Linked DNA regions of Mus musculus: region 2 is linked to region 1. A link is a contact called in public Hi-C data. All regions are on one chromosome and are shown on one strand. The core of a region is the stretch at or near the end of the contact, and the rest is flanking DNA. Distances in the headings are between cores, read along the strand shown.

Region 1 (6,013 bases), core at 1,668-4,167:
AACTATATTAAAGGGTAGCGACATTAGGAAAGTTGAGAATCATTGGCCTATGTGCATGTCTGTGGGGAACTGCCTTGATTATTAATTGATGCAGGAGGCTGCAGCCCACTGTGGGCAGCACCATTCCCAGACAGGTGGTCCTGTGTTGTGTAAGAACACCAGCTAAGCATGAGCCTATGAGTGAGTGAGCCAGAAAGCAGAATTCCTCTAGGATTCTCCTGTTTGAGTCTTGGCTCCTCACAATGACTGACTGTGCACTGGAAGTGTAAGCCACATAAATCCATTCCCCTTTTGAGTTGCTTTCAGTCAGAGTGTTTTATTACAACAACAGAGAGAAAGCCAGAACATCCAGGAACTCCTGCTGGCCTTGTTAGTCAGGGCAGTTGTCATCTACTCTACCTCCTCAAGCCCTCGTCCATTCGTTCTCCTCTCTTGATAGCTATGCTTCTTACCCAAAGTGTCTCTGTGCTTCTCTGCCCCCTTCGCTGTGCCATACCGACTCTTGGAGGCAGAAGAACACAGCCCTAAGCACTTGGACTCTGGAACTATACTCTCTGGCTCTGCTGCCTCTGGAATCAAGGCACCTAAATCAGTCCTTGAGCTTCAGTTTCCGCATTGGATAAATGATGATAGTATCTACCTTATAAACTCATTGTAAGGCTGAGCTGAGCTACTATGTGGGAAAGAGTTAAAGTATGCTTGCCACATAGAGAGCACCCAAGGTTTCCATCAAAGGTCTGTGCCTACTAATTCCTATTGTTGTTTCTGGTTTTCACAGAGGCTGTACTGTACATTGCACATCTCTGTACCCAAAGACACTATCCTATGTACAATGGAAGTCTGATATCTTTTGTTTTGTTTTTTGTTTGTTTGTTTGTTTTCGAGACAGGGTTTCTCTGTGTAGCCCTGGCTGTCCTGGAACCAGTTTGTAGACCAGGCTGGCCTCAAACTCAGAAATCTGCCTGCCTCTGTCTCCCAAGTGCTGGGATTAAAGGCGTGTGCCACTACCACCCGGCTGGAAGTCTGCTATCTTAACAACAGGATGGAGAGACTCTTAAGACATTGCTAAGACTTGGGGTTCCGCCTACTCTAGTGTCCTTGAAGTTCTGTCCAGATGCTGGCATCCTGGATGCAAGGAAGCCATCTCTCCTATACAAGAGCCATGAGTCCAGGGTGTTATTGTAATAGTAAACAGCCCAGCTCCCTCTCACTTCCAGCAGAAGCAGCAGACAAGGGAAGCAAGAAGCAAAGAGCCCCTTAGCTTAGGGCCATGGTCCCCACGGTGGGACATCTCGCAATTCCACAAAGGGAATGGCTGAAATGGAAGACACTGGGTTGGGCTAGAGGCTGTTACAGAGGGGAGCCTAGTTTATGGTGAGCTGTCTTCCTCTTCTCTCTCCCATTGTCACCCCCCCATTCATTCAGTTACCACTTGTGGGGTAGTCACTGTGGGAGAGATCCCCTAGCACTGAGTCAGAGAGATGACTCAGATAGTCAAGGTTTAGAGGGTCTCTGGATGTGAGGAAAGGCAGAGCGGAGGGGATGATGGCTATCCCAGGTGCACAGGGGCTGCAGGGACACGTATCATAGCCGGGTGGTCAGTAAGGGAAATGAGGAGGCCTTATTACAAGTGACAGCCATTTCTACCACCCTAGACCTCAGGAGGTCCACTGAGGAGATAGCATCTGAAGGCTACTCTGTAAAGCAGAAAACACCTCCAATTCTCACATGCTTTGTGTTCAACTGAAGACATCAGCCTAGGCATGGCAGAAGCGTCTGCATAGCAACCTATCACTGTGGGATGACACTCCGTGGAAACAGATTTGGATACACTTCCAAGACAGTAGGATGAGCCTCTGGGATGGGAAGCAGGTAGACTCTGGCCTCAGCTCTCTGCATTGGAGCCCCATCCTGGTGAGCATGATGAAGGCCAGAGAGCCTGACTACCAAGTAAGCTCACCCTATTCTCTGGAGGGTTCCTTCCCCTCAGGCTCAGGGTTCAGTTCCCCTCTCTGCAGTCTAAGCAGGCTGTGACCTCTCCTGCACCCTGGTATTCACTTTTTACTTAAAAACCCTTTATCCTCCAAAGCCCAAGGACCATCTCCTCCACAGAGCTTCCCCTATGAAAAATATTCTTGCTTCTTGAATACTAAGCTATCAAACTCATGACAGTAGACAAGTGCTCACTCATAACATACTCCTAACTGGACTGGACGGCAGCCACTGGTAACCCTTCATGGATAGGGACTTGCATTTTTGCAGCACCCACACCTAATAGAAAATCAATCCAATTATAATGGCTTCACACATTTATGTTGGAATAAGTGAAAATATACACAGGGCATTCAAAAAACTGAAAAAGAGGGGTGGGGCTTAATTCTTTTCTAACACAGCTTAAGTCTATAGCCTGGGGGTGCCATTGACTAGCTATAGAACTTTGAACAATTAACTTCACTCCCTTAAAAAAAAAAGAACTATTTTATTTTTAACTGTGTGTTTATGTGTGCACACATGTGTGAGCGCAGATTCCCTCAGAATCCAGAAGAGAGGGCTAGATCCTCTAGAGCTGGAGTTACAAGCAGTTGTGAGTCACCATGCTTGTGTGGGGCACTGAACTGGCATCCAGCATCCCGTGTGAGAGCAATGAGCGCTCTTAACTCTGGAGACATCTCTCCAGCCCCAACCTCGAGTCTGTAAGAACCTCAGTTCCCTCGTCTAAAATGAAGAATAAAATGGGTGTAATAAAACTACACATCCTACGGAGTTATTAAAAGAATTAAGTGAAACAATGCCTGTGAGAAACTCAGCACAAAGCCTGGTGCTTAATAAGCTCCAATCCAGTGTTAGTTCTAACACTGTTACTGCTATTAGCTTGCCTCGGCAATTTGTTTCATTTCCTTCTTTATGCCAAAGCATTCAAATCTCAAGCCGTTCTTGCTTCTCTTTCCATTTGGTAAACACTTTTGTAACTGTGTGAGCTAGCTGGAGGCAGGTGGCTTGGATAACTTCAAATGGGGGAAGGGACACTAAACCTCACACCAGGACTTAAAGGAGAGCTTTGTCAAAGCAGAGGTAAAGAGGCATCAAGCTGAACGTGAGGGTGTCTATACTCCCCTGTCCCTGGGATGTAGTTAAATAGTGTCCTAAACCTGTGCAGTACCTAGTAATAGCCACTGCATAAGCAAGCCTCCATTCCGCTCATGTGTCCCTGGGACCCCAGGGCGTGATCGCAAAGACACAGAGGCAAGGCTAAGATAACAGCCTTCTCCCAAATAGAGAGTGGCAGACTCCAGAGTCTGAAGTGAAAGCAGACTTCTCCAGGAGAGAAAAGGAAGGAGAGGCTAGGAAAGGGAAGCCAATTTGCAGAGGCGTGAGGTACTTGTTGCCATAGTCGATCTTCGATGTGACTTTCTGCTTCAGTTCCTTCAGCTCATCCTTGGGTAGCGTTCCTGAGAGGAGCTGAGAGCGCCATTCCATCAGGTCGTACATCATGGACTGCACTTGGAGGAAGCGTTCCTTTTTGCTGGCCTATGAGATGGAAGCAATCGTGAATGCCTACCCAAAGGTATTTGGCAAGCTAGGCCACAGTTGGGTGAGTACAATCTGACCACTCTCCCAGCCTTACCCAGCTGCAAAGGGACAGAATTGGTGCTCGGCTGCCAATATGGTCCTTCCCCTTGGGCCACTGGAATTCCCCAAAGCAGAAATATTCTTGATCACTTCTTGGTTTAAAAAAATAATAATAATCTAGCAGCCAGGCCTGGAAACGTGACTCAGCAATTGATAACACTTGTTGGTCTCCAGTTCCAGGTCTGTCCCTCCCCCACTTCTGGCCTCTGCAGGAATAGACATGCTTGTAGTACACAGACAGAGGCAATTCACTCATACACATAAAATAAAAATAAAAAATAAACCCAACAGCTATACTCAAAAAAGTCCGTTTTTTCAAACATTTCCTTCCTTTGGTAAAGAAATAAAATAACTAAAGACACAGGAAAAGAAAAGATTTTCTGACTTGGACCCAGAAAGGTGTTAAGGCTTGAGTACCGGATGCTTGGTCTTATTGATGGCTCTTCTTTGGAAGGTGGACCACTGGAGGGTATATCAGTCTTGGGCCCCATGCCCCACCCTCTGCTTCCTGTCCATCATGATGTAGACAGCTCTTCTCCTCTCTGTGTCCCTGCTACTGCGATGCCATGTCAAACTATAGAACTAGAATCAATGACCAAGGCAAACATCACTACTCTTAAGTCATCTCTTTCAGGTCAAGGTGGGGGTGGGGAGAATTTCCAACACAAATAGACTTGGTGCACATGAACATCTGCTATAATGAAAGCAACAGAACTTGGGCCCTTTAAGACTGGGAGCCAGGACACCTTCTCTCATAGAAGGGGCTATGGTTAGGGCATTGTTTCCCAAGACATGGTTTTTGTAGGATGCAGAATATGTGGGCAGGTGTATAATGTCAAGTTACTCTAACCCACCATGTGATCCTCATTTTCTTTCCATCTTGTTTAACAGGAAAAGAAAGTCATAGTTTCTTCTTACACATGTGTTATGGTGTGTATTGCTATATTATATGATGGGTGTGGGGGTATATGAATACAGACAAATCTGCTACATGGTATATATGTAGAGGACAGAGGAAAGGCCCCTCTCCTCTCCTACAAAGTCTCTTGCTGTATTTCCTGCTGTGTCTGCCAGGCCGGGTGGTCTGGGGGCATCCAGGGATTCTCTCATCTCTGCCTCCCGTCTCTGGTCAGGAGGACTGAGATTGCAGATGGTTACACTATCCATGTGACTTTCACACAGGGTATGAGAATCCAAACCCAGATCCTCTTGCTTGCCCAGCAAGCATTTTTACTCGCAGAACCACCTCCCCAGCCCAGTCCATTTCTGATCAAGAACAAGAAGGTTAAGGGCACAGAGCTTTTTGACAAGTACTGTAACAATCACCGAGTAATAGTGCTGGGTTTCTGGTCTTGGCTGCTTGTCCTGTTGCTGGGATAAAAATTACCCTGACAATGAGCAACTCAAGGGATGGAGAATTTATTCCTGCTCATAGTTCAAAGTACAGTGCATCATGGTAGGAAAGTTAAGATAGCAGGAGCCTGAAGCAGCTGGTCACATCTCGTGAACCTTAGGATATCGGAGAGCATATGGGTGCATACTAGCACTCAGAGGAGATCATTGGGTGCATACTAGCGCTCAGAGGAGATCAATGGGTGCATACTAGCGCTCAGAGGAGATCATTGGGTGCATACTAGCGCTCAGAGGAGAGCAATGGGTGCATACTAGCGCTCAGATCACTCTCTCCATTTTATGTGGTCCAGGGACCCATGCCTAGGCGAGTGTTCTGACACTCCTGGCCTGTCTTGTTTTTATTGCATTTATTTGGAAAATGATCTTCTAACTATGACAAATGCTTTCACCCCTCTCTTAGCAAAAGTATTGTATTATAATGAAAAACATATATTTAGTCTTTTTCTCTGGCCTAGAACAGTGTTCATAAGGCCCTTAAAAGACATACTAAGCAATAGAAATGCCATTTGGTGGTTTTGAAAGAGCTTCTGCCATCCATTGTTGGTTTTGTGCTAACACTGTAACTTTACTGGACCCCTAGACAGCTTCAGGAGAGGCTCTGAAGACCAGAAAAAAACAGCCACAGAATTGATTAGGGGATGGGATTTTCAGGCTGGCTCTGAACTACCTCATCTCTCCAAGATCAGACGCTGCAATGCATTAAAGTTTATGTACTGCAACTTTAATTAAGACTCTTGAGCAACAAGTTGGTGGAGAATCCCAAGTGGTAGGCATTTATGAACTGGCAAGGGTGGCTCAAGTAGAGAAGATATGACTGCACTACCTGTCTCTTCCATCAGGCAGATCCTGCATTTATACCCTTTACAATGCAGCTGCCATCTTATATATAGCACTTTCCCATGATCTGGGAAATTTTAATGAATTATGAAGCCTACATAATTTTAATGAATTACGAATTAGAAGGTGGTCC
Region 2 (6,013 bases), core at 2,501-5,000, 88 kb after region 1:
TTAAGTACTGGAAACTTAAATCACATGAAGCTCATTAGGAGACCTTTTGGTATGGGTGGGCTGTGTCTCGCTATTGCAGTTAAATGTCTGATTTTGCACTCACTCTTTTTTGAGACTCACGTAGCACTAGCAGTTCCCAGAGAGCTCATTTCATGGTGCCAATGTTCATCAATATGCTCAACTTTTAAATGTATACAGCTTTATTTTAAATACAGTTGTCACTGTACTGCATGCAGACATCATTCATCTCCTTAAAACGATCTGGCTCCTTCACTTTCCTTACTCACTTTTTAAAATTTTCTGTGCAAGTGTGAGGGTACCTGTGTTCCACCCTATCCTTCCTGTGCCTGTCCCTTCAGACTTTGCTTCTGTTTTCATGTTACATGCACATATATGATTTTATGCACATATAAAGTTTGGGTGTCACAAATCAGAGAATGTACTGTTTAAGAGACGGTTTAATTAGTTTAGCATGAGCAGCTCTACTTGTATTCATCTTTCTCCAAATTACCCAGCTCTGTGGCCTCCACGGTTGCACTGTATACATACCACACATCCTTCACCAATACCTGGGGTGTTGGACATCTAGATCAGGTCCACGTTTACCACTGCCCTGACCCTGCTGTATCAGGTGCCTGGGCTCCAGACACTCTACCTTCTCATCTCTATGAGTTTGACTTTCCCAAGGGACAGAGAGAGCCCTGGAACAATGATTCCCTCACAGACCCTCCCATACTTTGTTAGTCACAAACTCCATTACACAGAAAGCTGGAAGCTTTGAAGTTTTGAAATAAAAATGAAACTAAATTAGCTTTGATATTTAAAAATGTCAAGCATGCATCAAAGCCTATTTCTGAAAGCTTAGTATAAATATGGAAAAACCACAAAAACTTTTACCTGTTCTTACCAAAAAACTTAAGTCTAAATGTCTTAGACTACTGGAAAGCCCTTTGAGAAAGTTGGTTTTTCTTTCATGGCTACTTGAACTAAGAGAAAAACAACAGTTTATTTATTTATCCCACCCAGCAAGACACTCTGGAAAGCTGGGCTGAGCTGTCTTTGCTCTGTGGACTGGGAAGTATAACTGCCTAGCATCACTTGCTGTTCACAGCCCCCTCCTCCTGCAGTCACCTGAGTCTACCTGACCCTCTGAAAAAAAAACAAAGGAAGGCCACCCAGACTGTAGACCTCCAGTGCACACAGTGCTCAAACAGACTGCAGAGCTCCAGTGCACACAGTGCCCAGACTGCAGAGCTCCAGTGCACACAGTGCTCAGACTGCAGGGCTCCAGTGCACACAGTGCTCAGACTGCAGGGCTCCAGTGCACACAGTGCTCAGACTGCAGGGCTCCAGTGCACACAGTGCTCAGACTGCAGGACTCCAGTGCACACAGTGCCCAGACTGCAGAGCTCCAGTGCACACAGTGCCCAGACTGCAGGGCTCCAGTGCACAGTGTTCAGACTGCAGAGCTCCAGTGCACACAGTGCTCAGACTGCAGAGCTCCAGTGCACACAGTACTCAGACTGCAGAGCTCCAGTGCACACAGTGCTCAGACTGCAGAGCTCCAGTGCACACAGTGCCCAGACTGCAGAGCTCCAGTGCACACAGTACTCAGACTGCAGAGCTCTAGTGCACACAGTGCTCAGACTGCAGGGCTCCAGTGCACACAGTGCTCAGACTGCAGAGCTCCAGTGCACAGTGCTCAGACTGCAGGGCTCCAGTGCACAGTGCTCAGACTGCAGAGCTCCAGTGCACACAGTGCTCAGACTGCAGAGCTCCAGTGCACACAGTGCCCAGACTGCAGGGCTCCAGTGCACACAGTGCTCAGACTGCAGAGCTCCAGTGCACACAGTGCTCAGACTGCAGCGCTCCAGTGCACACAGTGCCCAGACTGCAGAGCTCCAGTGCACACAGTGCCCAGACTGCAGGGCTCCAGTGCACACAGTGCTGGGAACATAGACAGAGCCACACGGCACAATGCAGGCGGTGAGAAAGGAATGATGGAGAAGGCTACTGGCAGCCAGGCAGAAAGACACTGACCTGGGAGAATTGGGGGTATTCCCACTTTGTTCATGTAAGACCTCAATGTTGGCCGGACTATCCACAAGCTTCACACACTTCTTCTCCTTCTTCGGCTGTGTATCCAGATGCAGGTTCTTATGAGGAGAGAGGCTGGCTGGCTGCACACATGAAGAGGCTGGCTGTTTCCACTGCACAGTGTTATCTTTTAAGCTATTAAGACAGGATTCCTCCTCCCTGTGAGGTGGGAGTCTAGAAACTCCATCCTCAGTGGCACTGGCAGCAGCTGTTTCTTCTGTTTCTTCTGGCGTGGTTATATTCAATGGCAGCACCTCGCGCCTCCTTTTGAGTACAGGTACTTCAATTCTCTCTGAAAAACAGTCATTAAAATATATGCTTATTGAATAAAACAAAGACACAACCCAAGGAAACTCAGTGAGTTATACATAAACTCATTTCTCTTTTTGGTACTCTGAAGATATACTTTTCTCTTTGATAAAATATATACTTTTAATTTTCATGTAAGTATATACTGCATGTTGAGCACCCCACACACGTGGTATGTCCCCATTTTCTTGGCTCTCCTTCCAGCCTCCTTCACTCTCCTGGTCATCTTCATTTCTGCTTCCTTCCTCTGTTTTCACCCCGTCTCTCTGGCAGGCACTCTTCACTGTTCTCTTTCTGTGGTCCAGGAAAGGACTCCAGGCTTTACCCTCGCTGAACTCCAGCTCGGGCCCCACACACCATCAACTCTGTCTTCTAAGACTATCTGCAATGTTTTCCTTGTCGATTCTGTAATCTAGAAAGCCCAGGCTGACCAGGATGTGCAGGTGACAGCAGGAATGCAGGCCATCTTCCTGAAACCTCTGGGAGGGAAGGCAGCAGTGGCCGAGTCCAGGAGTTCTGGATCGGGTCCCACACTGCAGCCAGGTGATCTCAGGCAGTAACTTCTCTGCACTTCGATATCTTTAAATTAAAGAACACCAAACCTGCTTCATTCAGTACTGTCTTGTAGAGATGAAATGAAGGATGGAACTCTGAATATTGGTAATGTATGCCTACTGGACTCATCTATAAAATATATTCAGATGCTGGCCACTTGTGTGATGCACGTTTCCCCAGTCCCAACCACACCCTGCCTCCCAGCAGCTACTGCAGAGCCCCTATCCTCATGGCCTACTGATCCCCTATGAGGGTCCCACAGCCACTCAGTGACTTGCCCTAATGCCTTCCTCCCACCGACACATCAATGTGCCCTTTCATTTTCAACATCAGCACATCAGCGGCCTGAGGTCCTGCACAGGAAGGCTCCCTGCTCGCGCTGCTGCTCTCAGGTCAGCCAGACCCCACCTCTCTTTTCCTCTGTGCTTCTCAATCACCCTGACTCCCACCACCTCGAGTCTTTGCTAGGTTGGCAGACCTTAGAAATTCATAATGGGTAATTTTTTCTTTTCATAAGGATAATATTTAATTGGGGTGGGTTATATGTTCAGAAATTCAGTCCATTATCATCAAGGCAGAAACATGGCAATGTCATAATGGGTGATTCTTAATCAGGGGAGCCTATTGGAGTCAAAGAGAAAAAAAAGGATAAAGACGCCTTTAAAAAAAAAAAAAAACTATAAAAAAAAATCTTTCTATTGTGAACACCTCCCCCTAGTGGTGAGACTTAATAGAGTTCCCAGAGATGACTGCCGAGTTAGGCAAAGGACCTGGTGAAGAATCCTTAAACCTAACATGTTAGTTAACCCAGCCTTCTGGGGAGGAGATGGGTCAGAAGCACAGAATTCATACATTTCTTAACACTGACTTTCTAACTTTCAACCTCTATACCATACAACCCACTGTTTGCAATAGATCAGCTGCAAAGACTGGATAGGCAGGCTATTTCCTGAGTAATTAGATGTAGGATATTTCCCCCATCAAAATGGACAGAACTCTGAGTCAGGAATGATGGCGCACAGCTTTAATTCCAGCACTTAGCAGGCATCAGCAGTAGGTTCTCGAATTCAAGTATGGAGTATACAACGAGTTCTACACTCACCAAGACTGCATATATAACTTTGAGAACCTCTCAAAGTTAGGAAGGGAGGGAGGGAGGGAGGGAAGAAAAAAGTCAAGATGAAAGGTGGAATAAGAATCTTTATTTCCATCAATTATCCTTCCAGATAACAAAAAATATAAGGAAAAAAACCAGTGAAAATTGAAGTAGATGACATAAACCACAGAACTGATCAACCAGAGTAAAGAATAGTGAGCTTTAAAGATAGGCTGCTTGAAAATAAAGAAGAAAACGAAAATGAGTGAGAAGGAAGAAAGAAAATGTCAGCATTTTAGGAGATACCATCCAAAGGTGTCCAGAAGAAAACTAGAGAATGACAAAAAGTGCAAAGTTTATCCAAAGGAATAACAGAAAACTCTATAAACCCAAGAAATGTAAAAAGATGGGAAGATCAAAAGTCTGGACAGAGTCAAATTCTCAAAGGTCAAAGAGAACATTCAAGAGCAGCACAGGGCAGGTGAGAGAATGGCAGCACTGCAGGGGACTTCAGATACTGAAGGGGAAAGCTGCCGGACACCCTTCCCTAATAAAAGCTAAAGGATGCTCAAAAGAAAGAGAAGATACCCCGGGCGGTGGTGGCGCACGCCTTTAATCCCAGCACTCCGGAGGCAGAGGCAGGCGATTTCTGAGTTCGAGGACAGCCTGGTCTACAGAGTGAGTTCCAGGACAGCCAGGGCTACACAGAGAATCCCTGTCTCGAAAAACCAAAACCAAAACCAAAAAATAAGAGACAATGCAAATGTGCACCATGAAACCATGCGAAGCTGGGGAGGAGGGACATGCTCAGTGGTTAAGGGCACTAGCTGCTCTTCCAGAGGACCTGAGTTCAGTTCCCAGCAACCATATGGCAGCTCACAACTATTCTTAACTCCGGTTCCGGGTTATCTGACATCTTCCGATCTCTGCAGGCACCAGGCATGTACATGGTGTACAGACAGACATGCAGACAAAACACTCATATACATAGAAATAAATTTTGAGTGTGGAAGAAGTATCTGAAGGTTTAACCCCTGAAATACTCAGAGAAAATCCTTGAATATTCAAAGTTGAGAGCCACAGCCCCTGTGCTCTCAGCAGGAAGATTTAAAAACACTAACAAAGGAACAATTCCAATCAATTCTTACAGGATAAGAAATATAAAATGATTTAAAATTTGACAACAAAACTAAAAACAAGAAGAGAAATGAAGCTAAGGGAAGGGTAGTTTGTTTTGGTTTTGCCTTTGTAGTGAAAACGGTCACAGCTCTGTTCAGCATAACTTGTTTTACATATTAAGAGGTTCTTTATGGGCTTCATGGTCATTATAAGTAAAAAGTTAAAATCTAAGGCAGGGAACCAAACGTAATGACTAAGAAACGTTACTCAGCAGTGAAGATGGTAGGAGAAAAGAAAGGAAGAAAAGGCACACTAGAAAACCAGCCGCAATGCAGCAGCAGCAGCAGGTTCTTAGTGGTCAGTAATTGCCCTGGATGCAGACGGATCACATAATCTAGTAAGACAGAGAGTAGCTGAAGGGATTACAAAAACAAGAGCAAATGACGATGCCAACACGAGACTTGGTCATCTACAAGGATATGCAGAGGCTAAAAATGAATGAATAAAGATGTACTCCACCAGAGAAAGTGAGATATTTGTCAAGTCAAATAAACTTCACATCAAAACCATAAGGCTGGGACATGGAGGAACAATAAAGGGGCCCAGACCAGGTCTGTAGTATAACTATACACAGAAGCATGCCATGCAGGCGTGATCAAATCTGTATTAGAGGGACAGCTGGACAAGCAACAACTGTGGAGGGCAACACCCCACTTACAGCCATGGAAGTCATCCAGATAAAATCAGCAACATGGTGCATTTCAAGTGTACTCTACACTTCAATGGAGCTGATACAAACTCACAAAACAGTCTATCCAACAGCTGTAGAATTCCCAT

The links. Hi-C and Micro-C count contacts between places; a contact is called where the count stands out from the background.
Region 2: a contact with region 1 is called in a Hi-C map of bone marrow-derived macrophages, with 39 read pairs. The contact joins two enhancer-like sites. A contact is called at or near these places in 9 of 484 Hi-C or Micro-C datasets (the 63-12 cell line, B cells, ECoMG myeloid progenitors and 6 more) and 1 of 9 other capture datasets (liver).

The regions. Positions count from the first base shown.
Region 1 is chr11:34,723,939-34,729,951 of GRCm38.p6, forward strand. Dock2 (dedicator of cyto-kinesis 2) reads right to left here. Exons shown (of 52, transcript NM_033374.3): 6 at 3,380-3,528. Among named protein-coding and RNA genes, the nearest start is that of Gm51858, 32 kb to the left of the region's middle. Within about 2 kb of position 2,918, at least 10 of the 459 cell types and tissues checked have an H3K27ac peak or open chromatin away from gene starts, as enhancers often do. A contact at or near this core is called in bone marrow-derived macrophages, where this site is marked.
Region 2 is chr11:34,811,286-34,817,298 of GRCm38.p6, forward strand. It overlaps Spdl1 (spindle apparatus coiled-coil protein 1), which reads right to left. Exons shown (of 12, transcript NM_027411.2): 11 at 2,041-2,389. Among named protein-coding and RNA genes, the nearest start is that of Spdl1, 19 kb to the right of the region's middle. Within about 2 kb of position 3,751, at least 2 of the 459 cell types and tissues checked have an H3K27ac peak or open chromatin away from gene starts, as enhancers often do. A contact at or near this core is called in bone marrow-derived macrophages, where this site is marked.